Regions from separate parts of the Mus musculus genome. Here region 2 is linked to region 1. A link is a contact called in public HiChIP or PLAC-seq data. All regions are on one chromosome and are shown on one strand. Each heading gives the region's core, a stretch centred on a gene start, on an enhancer-like site or on the middle of the called end of the contact. The rest is flanking DNA. Distances are from core to core; before and after follow the strand shown. Region 1 overlaps Atp7a (ATPase, Cu++ transporting, alpha polypeptide). Region 2 holds the start of Tlr13 (toll-like receptor 13).

Region 1 (4,200 bases), core at 16-2,515:
CTATACATAACTGTAGGTCTAGATTCCACTTAACAAAAATACTTATGCATTTAATTTGTTTTATGTATGTGTGCTTGAATGTGTGTGTGTGCTCCACATGTGAGCACACACTGGAAGAGACTGAAAGGATGTTGGGTTGGCTGGAACTGGAGTTACGGGCAGTTAGGAGCTACCCAATTGGTACTGGGAAGTGAATCTGGGTCCTCTGAAAGAACAGACGGTGCTCTTAACCTAGCTCTTCCGACCCCTGTACTGTTTCTTCAGGCAGAGTCAGATATACCAGGTCAGTCTCAAACTCAGTCTGTAGCTGAGAATGTCCTTGAACTTTTGATCTTCCTCTCTTACTCTGAAGTACTGAGAATATAGGCCACCATATTAGAGGCAGCCTTTTTGTGGTGTTACAGATTGAAAGTTAGGCTTTGTGTATGCTAGAAAACCCTCCATCCCCAGCTAGATTCTATTTTAATATTTTCAAGCACATTGCTATTTCACAAAGCAGGCTACCTGTGCCCCACTCAGATGTAAAATCGCTATTTCCACTTCTAATAAGGTCTGTTTAAAGCCAGACAAATGTAAGTGCATCTTGATTAAAGAGTAAAGGCGGAAGAATGGGACTGTAATATGAAAGCACTTTGGGAGTTATATGAATCCTAGTGATAGATCCTGATGGCTGTACTTTCCAGGGCACATTTGTAATTTGATTGCTGAACCTGAAAAGAAACACATCAGCCTTTTCCAACTTTGCCTCTCCTCAGTCTCTGTCAAAAGCTTCTTATTAAATAGGGTACATTGTGACCTTTTTCCCTTTCCTTTGAAAAAATATTTTACTATTAAGCCTTTAGACTCAGAGATTTATTGAGAAGTTAATGAAACTTTAGTTCAGAGCTTCTGTCTGCATTAACTTCCCTTTAAGACTCTGGAAATAGTCTCAGATGTGCTCGTATGAATATGTGTTTTGTTTGCTTGCTTTGAGACTGGGCCTTACTATAACCCAAGCTGGCTTTGAAATCGTGACCTTCTGTATGTTTGTATGCTTGCTTCACTCTGCCTGACTTATTTTGTTTTTATGTTGGAACTTAGCCAAAGGTTAAGAAGTGATGATATAGGTTCTCTTTGTGTAGCCAAGGCAGGGTTTGAGCTTGCCTCAGTCTCCTAAGGGCAGGGATTGCAAATATATGCTACTACGACGCCCACGGTCATGGTTTGTACAGTTTGCAAAAGCAATTTTAACAGTCTTTTAATAGACTACTGTCCTTTCCACTTCCTCTCTCCCTCTTAACAAAGGCTCCCTTTGTGTTGAATGGCTGGAGTATATATGAACGTTTGGATGATCTGAGGCTGGGCTGGTCGAGTTGGAGATATACTGAGCTAAGGTTACTAGGCTATTTGGCTTTGGGTGGTTGGTCCTTGGTTAGATCTTTTTAGTGAGGCTTTCATTAGGAATTATGGTATAGGAATGACTCCCTATCTGTTGTGCTGCCTCCCCAAGGATCTTAGCATGTAGATGCTAGGCCTGATAGAAAACTATAATTTTACATAAATTTATATCATTGTATATAACTATTTTTATAAAAAAATAAAGAATAGAATTACCTTAGAGAGTATATAAGATTAGTCACTGCACAAGGGATTATGAAACGCCCTGAAATCTTATAACTTATGTATGAAAGAAACTCAGGACTTTCCTCCAACTTGCCAGCAGCTATGAAAACTGAATGTTTAATTGTAATGCTGGAAAGGATCTTTCAAACAATGGCTGAACAAATATTCTAGGACTAGTGATGCTTAGGGATAGATACAGCATTCTGTCACCAGCATTATAGAACAGACAGTCTGCAGGAAAAATGGAATTATTTTATAAAATCATCAAGACCAAATAACTATAGTTGAAAGTATAGGTAAAGAAACTTAGTTATAGAGATGTTTCAGATATCATTAATTAAAATGTTAGTTTTATGGAAGTTTGTGACATCTTTTTCTGTGTTTACCAGACTGTCACTATGTAGCCTTGGATGTTCTGGAACTCTCAGTATAGTCTAGCCTCCAAGTCTTAGAGAACCACTGGCTTCTTTATTTCTAGTGCTAGGTACCACCATACCTGACTAAACCTTTATCTCTGGAAAGTTTATAATTTGTGTTCTTTCTCTCACTCACTCCCTTGCTCTCTCACTCACTCTCACACACATGTAGTAAAAAAAAAGATTTAAAAGAAGTTTGTAATTTGTAGTTTATTTGCATGTACGTGTGTGACAGGCTTGCTGTTTGGCTCAGGCTGGCCTTCAACTCTTTGTTTGTTTGTTTGTTTTTTATTAGGTATTTATTTCATTTACATTTCCAATGCTATCCCAAAATTCCCCCACACGCTCCCCCACCCACCCACTCCCACTTCTTGGCCCTGGCGTTCCCCGATACTGAGGCATATAAAGTTTGCACGACCAATGGGCCTCTCTTTCCACTGATGGCCAACTAGGCCATCTTCTGATACATATGCAGCTAGAGACAGGAGCTCTTGGGGGGGGGGGTACTGGGTATTTCATATTGTTGTTCCACCTATAGGGTTGCAGATCCCTTTAGCTCCTTGGTTACTTTCTCTAGCTCCTCCACTGGAGGCCCTGTGATCCATCCAATAGCTGACTGTGAGCTTCCACTTCTGTGTTTGCTAGGCCCCTGCATAGTCTCACAAGAGACAGCTATATCTGGGTCCTTTCAGCAAAATCTTGCTAGTGTATGCAATGGTGTCAGCGTTTGGAGGCTGATTATGGGATGGATCCTCGGATATGGCATCTCTAGATGGTCCATCCTTTTGTCACAGCTCCAAACTGTGTCTCTGTAACTCCTTCCATGGGTGTTTTGTTCCCAATTCTAAGAAGGGGCAAAGTGTCATGACATAGTACTACCAGAGGATCCCTCAATACCTCTCCTGGGCGTATATCCAGAAGATGTTTCAACCAGTAAGGAGACATGCTCCACTATGTTCATAGCAGCCTTATTTATAATAGCCAGAAGCTGGAAAGAACCCAGATGCCCCTCAACAGAAATGGATATAGAAAATGTAGTACATTTACAGTACAATGGAGTACTACTCAGCTATTGAAAAGAATGAATTTATGAAATTCCTAGGCAAATGGATGGACCTGGAGGGCATCATCCTGAGTGAGGTAACCCAATCACAAAAGAACTCACACAATATGTACTCACTGATAGGTGGATATTAGCCCAGAAACTTAGAATACTCAAGATATAAGATACAATTTGCTAAACACATGAAACTCAAGAAGAATGAAGACCAAAGTGTGGACACACTTGGCCTTCAACTCTGGATCCCTCTACTTGCGAGTGTTGGAATTACAGGCTTGTACCTCAATGGCCCAGTGTAACTTGTAATTTTTGTTTTATATTCAGACTACTTATTTTTGTATAGAATTTTGCTATTTGTAGTTTTATGGGTTTTTTTCCTTATAGAGGTGCCTCCAATTGTTTGTCTCAGAGGCCCTCAAAAGTGGATTCATTTCTTCTACGCACCATTTATAAAATGGTGTCTGCCTTTGTCCAGACATAATTTATAGTCAGAATGTAGTTCAATATGGAAATACACAAATCCTGATCACTTTTCAAAGAATTTAAAGGTTTAAATTTTCTGGATCATAACTTGTGAGGTTATATATACCATGTTGTTGGTGTCTTTATGTGTAAATGATGCAGGCCCTTACACATGCAAGACAAACACTCTAGCACTGACCTATATCTACAGCTTCTGGGAAGCCAATTTTAAAAGCAGGGTTGGGAGAACAAAATTCGGACTAAGTCAAGGAGTCCTTGCTAGTGTTTGGAATGAGGTAATAAAGCTGTGATGTTGAAATGAGTGAGGCTACTCTATTGAATCATACAGCAGTGGAAGACATTGAAGCTTTAATTCAAAGAGAGTGGAGAGCCAGGAAGTCTCTAAATCGGAAATAAATGGAATATCATTATTTACCTTTTTAGCTTTAGCGTTTAAATTCATTCTGGGAATTTTGTCTGAAATTATATTGTTATTGAGTATAATATCTCTGCTTGTCCTGCTAGAGCTATCACAGTAGACTTTAAAGGGATTAACCTGAAGTTTAATTGAATCACCCCAGTGGTCTGCTCTAAGGAAACATAACATGGGCCGATAATGTGAAGATCTTTCTCTGCGATTGTTTGGCCTTTTTGAAGTGG
Region 2 (3,933 bases), core at 1,327-3,826, 67 kb after region 1:
AAAAAACCCAAATTAAAACAATGCTAGGGTTCATAAGGGTTCATCTGTCCTTGAGGAATTATAGGCAATTAATAGTTGGTAGGAGAAGGGAGTCATATACCTCAATGATATAGGCACTGGTAAGTTGCCTTTGCTCAAGTAAATATAACCCCTAACCATGCTCATGCAAGCAACATTAATTAAATGCTGTAGGTCTCAGTAAAAACAAGATAAGAGGTGCTGAAGAGATGGTTTAGTGATTAAAAACACTTCCTGTTCTTCCAGCAAAAATTCAGTTCCCAGTATCAGTGCCAGATCGCTTAGAATTCCCTGTAACTCCAGCTCCAGGAAATCTAATGCTCTATTCTGCCTTCTAGAGCATCCATCCATACATGCAGTCTGGTTGTTGGTCTGAGAGTAGATGTCTTAGTTACTTTTCTATTACTGTGATAAGACATCATAACCAAGGCAACTTATAGAAGAAAGGGTTACTGTGGCTTACTGTTTCAGAGGGTTAGAGTACATGATTGTCATGATAGGGAGCATGGCAGGAGGCAGGCAGGAATGGAGCTGGAGTAGTAGTTGAGAGCTCATATCTTGAAACATTGCCATGAGACAGAGGTTGAAACACTGGAAATGGCTCTAGTCTTTTGGAACTTCATAGCCTAACCCCAGTGATATACCTCCTCCAACAAGGCCACACCTTCAAATTCTTCACAAACAGTTCCACTAACTGAGGACTACATATTCAAACACATGAGCTTATGTGAGATTATTCCCATTCAAACCACCAGAGTACACTAGAGGAGGACCATCTTGGATTATGCATACAGACGGACGGATAACAGTGATGCTAGATTGATTGGACCTTAGTGGACCAGTGGGAGTAGCAAGTTAGAAGCTTCTTAATATAGGTCATAGGCAGAATAGGATGTGATCCGATGACAGCATTTTAAAGTCAGTAGTGTTTTTTTTTTCCAAATTAAAAAATTATATTTATTTATTTGTTTGTGTCTGAGGAAGGTGCCCTTGCAGGAGTGACTTTTCTCTTTCCACCAGGAAATGAAGTAACAAGTGCCTTTACCTGCTGAGCCATCTCACCAGCCTTCTAGCCTAGGTTGTTCTCAAACTGTTTATGTAGCCAAGGAAGACCTCAAGTTTTAGTTCTCCTGGTCTCTACCTCTTATGTGCTGAATGTGCCACGATGATAAGTCTCAAATGCATGACTTCATTTTTTAAAACATATGCACATTATCCTAATCAATATTCTATTGCTATGAAGAGACATCATGACCGCAGCAACTCTTATAAACGAAAGCACTTTATTAGGACTGGCTTAGAGTTTCAGCATGCCAGGAAACATGATGTAGGAGAAGGAGCTGGGAGTTCTGTGTCTGGATCTGCAGGCAGCAGGGAAAAAGACACAGTGGGCCTGGCTTGAGCTTCTGAAATTTCAAAGCCCACCCCCAGTGGTCACACCTAATCCTCAAGTAGTGCCACTCTCTGGTGACTAAGCTTTCAAATACATGAGCTTTTGGGGGCCATTTTTATTCAAACCACTACACACATAACATCTGCTTAAGTCTACTTAGTGTTGCTTGTTTGTAAGTGTGCTTAGGGCTGACCACTTGAAATTAGACAAAATATCAAGGGGGTCATCTTTAGAGAAGTCTGATTCTCCTTCTCTTAAATCAGCTCCTGATGGAGTGGTGACTTGAGGATTTGGTCTTTGTACTGGTTGGGTTTTGTCAACCTGACACAAACCCAGAAATACCTGGGAAGAGGGACTCCCAGTTGAGGAATTTCTTCCCTTTAGGTTGCCATGTCTATGGCAGTTTCTTGATTGTTAGTTGTTGAAACCCACTGTGGGGGCTGGCATCTCTGGGCAAGTGGGCCTGGGCTATGTAAGAAAGCTGGCTGAGCAGCCCTGCAAACAGTGTTCCTTCATAGTCTCTGCTTCAGGTCCTGCCTCTAGGTTCCCTTTGAGTTTCTTGCCTTGGTGGGACTTGATGACAGACTGTTACCTGTAAGAATATTTCTGCCTCACTCCTAGTCCCTTCTGTTAGTGTTTTATCACAGCAACAGAAAACAAATTAAGACAGTCTCATAGGGTTTTTTTGGGGGGAGCACTGTTTTAGGCAAGTAATCAAATTGTGTTTCCCCAAATGAAGTAAATATAGAACCCAATCAATTAGGCAACAAAATGTGTGGTGGATGAAGAGTCAAAGGTCTGGTAGCAGAGTTAGCCATCCTGATCCCACAGTTTAACCACAACTGGGACCTTAAGGAATGGGGCCAGGTACGGGGCAGGATGGTTTGCAACACCAAGACATGATCTGGCTGAGCATCCCCAAATGAGCCTACACGGCAAGTAACTCAGGGGATCTATGGTGGGCAGAAGGTGAGTGCTCCCTTCAAGACTGTACTTTGCAATACACATCAAATAGGACTTTGGTACATCTGACGTACACCTCCTTGCCCGCCTCTTTCGCCATGCCTAAAAAAAAAAGAGAAGAGGAAGGAAATGTCTCATGTCCTAAGAGTTTAGAACAACCATCACGGGGTTTTTTTAAGAGACCTAAAACAGAATGTCATTGTTTAGCAAAGATGAACAATTGTACTATGTGCTAGGAGCTTCTGAGAGGTAAGTTGAGCTTTCTTGACTTGATTGCATTTCAGCAGTATACAGCAAACAATGGAAATATTCCAATTTTTGTTTGAAACAGATCTCATATAACCCAAGCTTGCCTGCAGCTCTATTCTTGAACCACTGATCTTCGGCTTCAAGGGTACCGGGATTACAAGCAAGCATCACCACTTCTGCTCAAGATTTTTTTTTTAATTCAATGTAACTCACTTCATGACTCCTACCATAGACAGTAGTAGTATTGCACCGAAGGGAAGTGATATTTATTTTCTTATTATTGCAAAGTCCCTGTTCCCTGGTACTTATACTTTTTAATGTTGTTGTTGTTGCTGTTTATTATTATTGTTATTATTGAGACAGGGTGCTATGTAATCCAGGTGGGCCTCAAACTAGCTTGATTTTGAAGATCACTTTGAACTACTGTGCTTTAAAATGTATTCTTATGTTTCATATAAGCTTTCTAATGTAGTATATGTAAATTTATTTTTATTATTTTTATAAGCTTTTTAAAATTGTAAATTTTCCTTTGTCTGTTTTTTTTTTTTTTTTTGGTTATTGTTGTTGATTTGTTAAAGACAGAGTCTCACTATATAGACTGCAGCGAGGAAGTGACTATGTAGACCAGGTCAGCCTCAAGTTCACTGAGATACACCTGCCTCTTCCTTCAGTGCCTTAAAGTACTGAGATTAAAGGCATGGGCCACAGTGCCTTCTTTGATTTTTGAGTCAGAGTCTAGCCACAACAGCCCAGATTTGCCAAGAATTTGCTTCCTGCCTTAGCTTCCAGAATGCTAGGGTTACAGATTTGTTCTCTCTCTCTCTCTCTCTCTCTCTCTCTCTCTCTCTCTCCCTCCCTCCCTCCCTCCCTCCCTCCCTCCCTCCCTCCCTCCCTCTCTCTCTCTCCCCTCCCCTCCCCTCCCCTCCCCTCCCCTCCCCTCCCCTCCCCTCTCCTCTCCTCTCCTCTCCTCTCCTCTCCTCTCCCCCCCACTCACCCCCCATAGGATGCCAGGCTGTACTCAAACTCAATGTGTAGTCCGGGGTGATCTTCAACTTCTGAAGCTCCCACCTCTACCTCCCAGGTTCTGGTAATAAAAGTGTGAGCCACCAAGCCTGGATTATTTGGTTCTGAGAATGGAACCCAGGATTTCACACACGCTAGGCAAGCAAGCACTCTACCAACTGAGCTACAGACACCATTTTTCTAGTGCTCGTTGACAGGGTTTTGCTACACTTCAGAGGTGCCCAGACCAAGCAGTTATGTGAATGGGGCAGAATTTCAGGCAGAAGTTCCAACTGGTAATAAGAATA

Evidence for each region. HiChIP or PLAC-seq counts read pairs in DNA pulled down with a chosen protein or histone mark.
Region 2: an H3K27ac HiChIP or PLAC-seq map of microglia shows a contact between it and region 1, with 4 times the contacts expected there. The contact joins the promoter of Tlr13 here to the enhancer-like site in region 1. A contact is called at or near these places in 2 of 39 promoter capture datasets (cranial neural crest and second pharyngeal arch cranial neural crest), 1 of 484 Hi-C or Micro-C datasets (embryonic fibroblasts), 4 of 115 datasets of contacts at active chromatin or transcription factors (embryonic fibroblasts, embryonic stem cells, extraembryonic endoderm stem cells and 1 more) and 3 of 9 other capture datasets (adipose tissue, embryonic stem cells and liver).

Annotation. Positions count from the first base shown.
Region 1 is chrX:106,074,721-106,078,920 of GRCm38.p6, forward strand. All of the region lies in intron 2 of Atp7a (ATPase, Cu++ transporting, alpha polypeptide), which reads left to right. Among named protein-coding and RNA genes, the nearest start is that of Atp7a, 50 kb to the left of the region's middle. Within about 2 kb of position 1,266, at least 7 of the 459 cell types and tissues checked have an H3K27ac peak or open chromatin away from gene starts, as enhancers often do. A contact at or near this core is called in microglia, where this site is marked.
Region 2 is chrX:106,140,699-106,144,631 of GRCm38.p6, forward strand. It overlaps Tlr13 (toll-like receptor 13), which reads left to right and starts at 2,577. Exons shown (of 3, transcript NM_205820.1): 1 at 2,577-2,623.